2 separate regions of the Sus scrofa genome follow, and region 2 is linked to region 1. The links are chromatin contacts, called in public HiChIP or PLAC-seq maps. All regions are on one chromosome and are shown on one strand. Each heading gives the region's core, a stretch centred on a gene start, on an enhancer-like site or on the middle of the called end of the contact. The rest is flanking DNA. Distances are from core to core; before and after follow the strand shown. Region 1 holds the start of TSPAN2 (tetraspanin-2). Region 2 holds the start of CSDE1 (cold shock domain-containing protein E1).

Evidence for each region. HiChIP or PLAC-seq counts read pairs in DNA pulled down with a chosen protein or histone mark.
Region 2: an H3K27ac HiChIP or PLAC-seq map of alveolar macrophages shows a contact between it and region 1. The contact joins the promoter of CSDE1 here to the promoter of TSPAN2 in region 1. A contact is called at or near these places in 1 of 47 Hi-C or Micro-C datasets (heart right ventricle) and 1 of 2 datasets of contacts at active chromatin or transcription factors (alveolar macrophages).

Annotation. Positions count from the first base shown.
Region 1 is chr4:105,500,825-105,504,780 of Sscrofa11.1, reverse strand. TSPAN2 (tetraspanin-2) reads right to left here and starts at 1,682. Exons shown (of 7, transcript XM_021089999.1): 1 at 1,533-1,682. The coding sequence starts at 1,601.
Region 2 is chr4:105,802,259-105,806,214 of Sscrofa11.1, reverse strand. CSDE1 (cold shock domain-containing protein E1) reads right to left here and starts at 1,703. Exons shown (of 19, transcript XM_005655417.3): 1 at 1,551-1,703.

The DNA of each region.
Region 1 (3,956 bases), core at 433-2,932:
TGAAAATGCTTAATAAATGCTGCCTATTATCTCTGGAAAGTCTGGCATAACATCAGGCACTAAATAAGCACTGAACCCAGCCTAAGGATTCCTTTTAAGACTTAGATAAAACTTCTTTTGTATTTGTAAGCAGTGAGAGTGAAGAGTGTCACTGAAGCATGACATCTATAATTAACAGCTTTTGAAATTAAGCCAGACTATTAAAAAAACAATATAAAGGACCTTCAGAAATTCCCCTCCCCATATTACGCTGGATGTAAACACCATGTACAAAGTGTACAAAAGCCATATGTATTTTTAAAATTCAGGGCTGTCTACGGGGTACCTCCTTTATGCCTTCCCCTGCTGAAGGATGCTGAGGATGGCAACTCGACCTCTCAGAGTTTGGAATAGCTGGAGTCACCCAGGCATCTTAGCTAATGGGTTGGCAGTCACAAGCAGAGACCATCCTTCAATAATTAATTAGTTGGAGTCACAGGAAGACAAACTCCCCAGAGCCGATAGGGCAACCACCAACCTCCTCTATCCCAGTTGTTTCAGAGCACCCAGCCCCCTGCTACTCCCTCCTAGCTCTAAAAACCTCATCTCCCAAAGGAAGATATGTATTTTCCTTCAGGGTCTGTCTGAGCAGTTACAGTGGCTGATTCTCTTGAGGAAGCCCAAGAGGTAATGTGCAGACAAGACAATTTTCACACCTTGTCTCCAGCCCTTCAGGGCCTGAGACAGAGTATCCTGGAATGGAGAGATGTCTAGCCCTAATTTTGTCCCAATAATATAGAATATAAGGGTCGTGGCCCTGTCTGTGAACCTGTAATCCCGGGAATGTTGTTCATTCAATGCAAAGTTGAATGAGATCATCTCTGGGAGCATTAGTATTTAGCAGAGGCTGTGGGCTGGGGGTTGTGGGGAGGTGCAGCTGCTCCTTGGAAGCTCCTCCCTTCCGCCCATTCCCTCGAAGAAGAGCACAACCAGCTTCTTCCATCCAGCGGTACCCTCCCCCAATACCCAGAAAAAAGACGACCCCCCCCCCCATACCACTTCCATTCCTACTCCGATTTCCTATACAAGCCCCATCACAAACAGGTGCTGTCTGCGCACACTCCGGATGGGGTCCGGGTGCTCTGGCCATGCCCCCCCACCCCCCCCACCCCCCACCTCCGGCTCCAGCAGGAAGGCAGGGCGAGAAGGGGGTGTGTGCACGGGGTCCAGAGGTGAGGAGAAGCTGTTGTCCCCGCACCGGGAGTCATGAGGCACTAGATGAAAACCAAGGCAGAGAGGTTGCTCAGAGGGAAGAGCCGCACAGGGTCTCCTCTCCCCTTTCCGTTGCTCAATCTCTCTCTGTCCGTTTTATCCCCCTCTTTCCCTCCCCCCAACCTTTTGTCTGCTTTTTTCTCACCACCTCCGCCTTTTTGAACACCCTGCCTTCTGGAGCCCAGCTTCAACACCGCAGCGGTCAGCCTCCGGGGGACTCTGGCCCCTGCGCCCCCGCCCAGGCCCCTCCCCTCTCCGGCCCTCTCGGCTTCGGGTCTCACCCAGAAGAGCAGGTTGAAGCCGAGCAGCAGGTACTTGATGCATCGCAGGCCCCCTCGGAAGCGCCCCATGCTGCGGCCCGGGCGGCGGGATCTCGAGTTCCCAGGCCCCGGCTCCGAGCGCCGGGAGCGGCGGGAGCCGGCGGGGAGGGGGCGGAGCTCGAGGGGCGGGGGCGGGGCCTGCGGGGGCGGGGCGGGAGCCGGCGCCCAGTGTGAGAGGGCCAGCGAGGACGCGGACCGAAAGGCTGATGGTGGGTGCAGGTCGAGCCGCCTGAAGGAGAAGTTACCCCCTTCTGCCCTTGGAAGCAGCCTCCTTCCCTCCCCGGGCCCTGAGGCGCCAGGCTTGCAGTGGTTATGCGAGCATCTGCGAGAAAGGAGCGTCCGCCGGGACTCAAGACCCATTTAATCAGAGCTCTGTGCAGAGACTCATTTGAGGCCTGCGGTGAGGGTTGTGAATAAGGACACGGCCCTGGTGGCTATGGAAACCTAGGAGAGTGGCCTCAGGTAGAAGAGATAAGTAGGAAGCACCCCATGCCAAGGCCGTCCTGAAGCTGACAGTACCTGGCGCGGGGTACCCGGGCCGGGGCACTGGGTCCCGGGCTGTGGTTCCGAAACGCCTTGTGAGCGCACAGGCCTCGGAAGCCGCTTCTAGGGGACCCTCCCTTGGCCCCTCCCGTGCTCCTCCGAGAACTCTTACCTTAATAGGCAAGAACTGGGAGAAGGCGCGGGATGGGATGCGGCTTTCTTGCGCCGGGAAGGCTGCTCCCCACCCCCTTGACTTGGCCAGCAGAGAGGAGTCATTCTCCCCGGGTCCTGCTAGATTCCACTTATGGGAGCGCTTGGAAAGGAATCCAAATTCTCGGGGATTATCGTGATGTGGAGATGGGAGCAAAAGGGGACAGGTTTTGTTTTGCTTTGTTTTATTAAGTTAGGCTGCTGGTGGGAAAACCAGGCTCCCACTCCCATTGACTAAGTGTCTACAATATGTGGTGCCAGACAGTGCGGGGGCGACGCGAAGGTGTAAAATCCAGGGAGCCTATGCATTAATTCAGTAAAACTTTAAGTACCTGTTATAGGCCAGGCATAGTAGCAAGCTCCAGGGGCTGGACAATGAGGAGAGAGCTAGGCCGGATAACACCAGCTCGGGTGGTAGAGACAGATCTGTAAGCAAATAGTTATAGCCAGGTGAGGATGAGCCAGGAGATAGGTAGGTTCTAGCATAGACATTTACAGCCAGCCACTTGTTTATACTTGGAGATAGAAATAACAACAGGAACAAGGTAAATAACTCACTTTGCTTTCTGTAGACACTTTAAACAGTGGTAATGGCAGGGGCAGAGAGGGGCTAAGCCCTCCTTGGGGAAAAGATCAAGAGGTCACATACTTCCCATCCTTGGGGTCAGGGAGATTCCAACTACCCACGTGCAGAAAGACCCCTCAGGGTCAGAAAGGGAGGGGGCACCAGGCCATAATAAGTCCTGGTAACCTTCCCATAGGCCCTTGCTCTGGAATCTATCTTGGCCAAAAGATGTGCCTGCGTATCTGGGCAGACCCTGGGTCCAATCAGCTGTAAGAAGGAAAAGAAGATAACTGGCCAAAGGAAAACAAAAACTGGAAAGAACTGCCCCTATATAAGTGACCTAAATCATCCCTTTGGCATGCTTCCCACTAGCAGGGGTGTCCACACTCCTCTCTGAGTGTGCTGTTTGCTTTTAAGCTGCTCCTCTGTGTGCTCTCCCACATGTTGTATTGTGCCTCTAATAATAAACTGTAGCTGTTTTTACAGTTTTTGCCTCCTTGAAATATTCTTGCTTTCAATGGGGGCAAGAATCAGGGCAACTCTGCTTTTAGGCTTTAGCCTCTAGGTGGTCTAGTAGCTAGGACACCCAGTTTTCACCCAGGCTGCTCAGGTTCAATTTCTGAGCAGAGAATTAAGATGTCAGTTCAAGCCATCACTTGTCTCTCTGAGATCAAGGAGGTTGGGCAAGGTTCTGGTAAGCATCACCCAGCCTCATGGCATTGGGCAGGGAAGGCTTTGCTGAGGGTGGTGGACCTGAGCTGGTCCTGAATGAGTCTGAGCAGATGGGGCAGCATGTGCAAAAGCACAGGGCCTAGAGGACACGGCCTCCTGGGGGGAGAGGGGGAGTGTGAGAACTGCAGTAGCCCAAGGGGAGCGGAGGGAGGTGCTAGGGCACAGCTTTCAGTCAGCTAACCAAAGTGCAAAACTATCCTGGGGCTTTGGTTTCCTCATCTGCAACAAGAAGGTAAGTGTGTACCTCATAGAGCTGTGAAGATTAATGAGTTAATATTTGTAAAGTATCTAGAACAATGCCTGGTACAGAGTAAAGTACTATGCAAGAGTTAGCTCTCACTGTGTTGCTTGACTCCATCAGCCAATTGCTACCATGTTGCTGTCTTTGCTTCCAT
Region 2 (3,956 bases), core at 454-2,953, 300 kb before region 1:
GGAAAAAAGAAGAAACATGGCTGAAAATTTATCAAGATTTTATGACTCCACCCCTTTACCTACACCAACAATAAATACACAATATTGATTAGTACTAAAAGGACACCAAATTATTTTATTTCCCCTCAATATAGTATTGAAAATGCTTCAAACTAAAAATGAAAATTACTCAGCGTTTTGATATGGAATAACTTATATTAGTGGCTATAATTTGGTACTTACATTTTATTGATTTGAAGCTCTGGCCAAGAGCTAGCTGCCAGTTCGAACCATTCTGGTAAAAAGCTAAGTCCTTCAGATTTAAATATTTAACTATCACAGTGCCTTTGGGCGTTCTCCATCCCTCTCCACGCTGTCCCTCAACTGTTTAAAAAGAGGACCACATTATTCTGCTCTTTTAGGTGCAAAACAAGGAAATCAATCGCACAATGTTCAGATTTTTTATTTGCAGTCTGAGATCTGTTTTAGAGAGCATACCCTGCCTCACTTGAGAGTCAAGCAAGAGAGGAGCCATCTGAATGTTTCTAAAGGAAAACCTTAAAGCAAAAACACCCGTGGCACTAAGATTTCGGACTGATGAAACATCGGGGGTTAAAAACCTCCAAAGTGTCTCTGACCAGGGCTCTAGAAAAAACTAACTCTACTTAGAATGATGAAGCCAAGCCGATCTTTGCACAATGTGGGCCAGGCTCCTGCACCATAAGAACAAGAGAAGGTGGTAAGAACTCCATTGACCTCTCACAGAGTTCGCCCCAACCCCAAGGACAGGGGGTGAGAGCCATGTGCCTAAGGGGTTGGTTCCTTTTCTTAAGAACCTAAGGGAGGCTTAGGTGGGTGTTGAGACCCAAGACAGACAGCTCTAGGTGAATGGAAAGAAGGACGACAATTTGGCCGCGCTACAGTGCCAGATGTGGCCGAGGAAAGGGGGTGTCTCTAAGCACTTAGGTGGAGTGAGGTCTCAGTCCGTACACAAAGGAGGCGCCACTACCGCAATGCGCTCTGGTACTCGTAGTCAGATGCCCAAGCCAGAAGGTGGCAAGAAACTATGGGGTCCAGAGTCAGAGCAGGCCCCTCTCCTCAGCCTCCGGCTCTTCCAGCATCACACAAAGGACCGCGCCACCACCCCCTCACCCCGCCCGCCGGGACTTGTAGTTCCCGTTCCCCTATCAAACCACAGAGAAGGACTAAGCCAGACTACAACTCCCAGCAGCCTCCGCGCCCGAGCCCCGCACCCCTGCCTCCATCTTGGCTGCGGTCGGAGCCTCCATTTTCGCTCCCTCCCCCCACTTTAGTCACCACCACTGCTACCACACGCGGCCGTCGGGCCTCGATTCTTCTCTTCGACTCTGCAACTTAACGTGAGGCCTAGACAGCCGAACTAGGAGGGAATGGAAAAGCCTGAGGTAGGGACTCAGGCTGAGTTCTTTCCTACCCGGAGCTCTAGGAGTGCCCAATCTAACTCTGAAGTCTCTCCCGTTCGTCTCGGTCTTCACATCTGCCTTTAGCCCGGGTCCTTGCTGCCCCCAATTAGACCCTGAGGTCGTACTTACCCCAACAGCTCAGCGCCCCCTCTCCAGCGCCGCCATAAGCAGCACGGCCCGGTACGTAGGAATAAATCTCGCTTCTCTCGCGAGAGTTGCGGGCTCCGAGCGCGTGCACAGGAAGGGGGGGTGGAGCGTATCCCTAACACGCCTGCGCACGAAGGAAGAGTGACGCCAGCTTGTACCCTGCATTTAACCACAACCAAGATGGTGTCTACGTTCCCTAAGATTCTCTACCCCGTGAGCTGCGGGAAACAACCTCAGTGTTTGCTGACTCCGCTGGGACGCAAGGGGCGGGGCGGCGGGTGACTTTTGGCCTCTCTTAGATTTGCACACCTGAGTATGCTTCAGGCAGAGAGACCTGGGTAAAACAGCCGCGAGGGCGAATAGCTTGGAGGGCATATCAGGAATGTCATATAAAAGATTTCTCTTTTCCGAGAGATAATCCCGAAGCTCCTAAACTCCAGTTTCTTTTTATGTACAGTGTAAGCTTTCTCTCATCTGCTGCTTTAGACTGGAGTTTTCATTAGTATAGAGTTGGTTTTTAGCAAAGTGATTTGGATGCCTTAAGTGAAAAATTTGTCTCCCACAAACTGTATTGTGTGCAACAGACGGACAAGAGGGAGCAGGGTAGCATAATCATTAAAAAACTCCTTCGGAGATCCCGTCGTGGTGCAGTGGTTAACGAATCCGACTAGGAACCATGAGGTTGTGGGTTCGATCCCTGCCCTTGCTCAGTGGGTTAACGATCTGGTGTTGCCGTGAGCTGCGGTGTAGGTTGCAGACGCAGCTCGGATCCCGCGTTGCTGTGGCTCTGGTATAGGCTGGCAGCTACAGCTCCGATTGGACCCCTAGCCTGGGAACCTCCATATGCCGCGGGAGCGGCCCAAGAAATGGCAAAAAGACAAAAAAGACAAAAAACAAACAAACAAACAAAAAAAACCCCAAAACTCCTTCAACTGACCTTTCAAGTTACCAGAAGATGTTATTAGTGTGTCAGGTAATCAAAGAGACTGAATCAGTAACCAAAAGGTTGAAATCAGGGCAAATGGATGATTCATCCAAGGGAGAAAGAGGAAAGGAAGAAAATGGTTAATTCTGTCCACAGAAAAGTTCAATGAATTATCCCTTGACAAGCTTTAGAGCAGTTCCCTCTGGTGAGAGGAATGCTTTTCACGTATTCTGTGGCTCTCTTACTTGACAGTGTTGGATCAAAAATGACCAGTTACTCTTCTGAGAACTCTCCCACCCATTTTATTTTCTCTTTGAACATATATTTGTCTGGCATCTCCTAAGTGACATCGCTGGAATGCATACAGTAGTAACAACAAACGGATATGGTTCTGTCCTCAAAGAATTTGTAGTCTAGCACCATTCAATAATAAAACAAAATCTAAACATACGCATTGAAATAAGTGCAGGGAAGGACAGCGTATAACCTCCAATTCTGAGCAAATCATCTTGAATTATAAGAGGAAGCAATATCCTACTTCTGATGTTCAAAGATTTTTCTCTTTGCCTCTGTTGTTATTGGTCTAATCTCATTAAAGAGCAGCCTCTTTATTGCCTTCCCACGCTTTCCCAGGAACACATATTTGCTTCACTTTCAGTGCTTTCACAGCTCATTCTACTATAATTATTTATACTAGCTAGTGATACTTTAGAACAGGACTTGTGACATTCATCGTTGCATCACTGGTTCCTGACAACACCTGGCATAGACAGCTCTCAAAAGCTTGTTGAATGAATAGGACTGGACAACAGTGTAAGTTGTTTTTAGAAAGTGGAATGTTCAGTTGGGAAGTACAGAATATAAATATATCAAGCTAGCTCTTCTTTTTTTTTCCTTCTGATCTCTCTGCAGCAATAGATCTAGTTTGGATATTCTAACCTAGTGTTACAGAGAAACTGTCCTGGGCTCTTGCACTAGAAACAAAGTCATGTGAAGCTGAGCTAAAAGTAGAATTAGGTCTAAGAGCACACATTCTCAAATATCACAGCAAAGGAAAATGTAAAAAATAATAGTATCACTACATTCTATAAAAACAATTCATATGAATAAGAATAAAGTCTCAATTTCTACCATCTAACTATAGCTTCTAAAGACCTTCTTAAATTATATAACTATTTCATCATTCTCCTTTTATCTCAATTGCCTTTATTCCTCCCTGATCCATAATTAGTATCAATTTACATTTAACATGAAATGCAAGTATGTATAAACCCAGAAGCACATATTTAAGTTCCAATAAAGTAAGACTAATTTTATTTAAATCACTAGCTTAAATGATTTATTCATTCTACAATTGCCACTCATAGAGGTAGGTTTCATTTTTAGAAGATCACATTTTTAAGGCAACAATATTTTTTCAGATTAATGTTGAAGTAAAAAAAAAAAACAACAACAACACAACC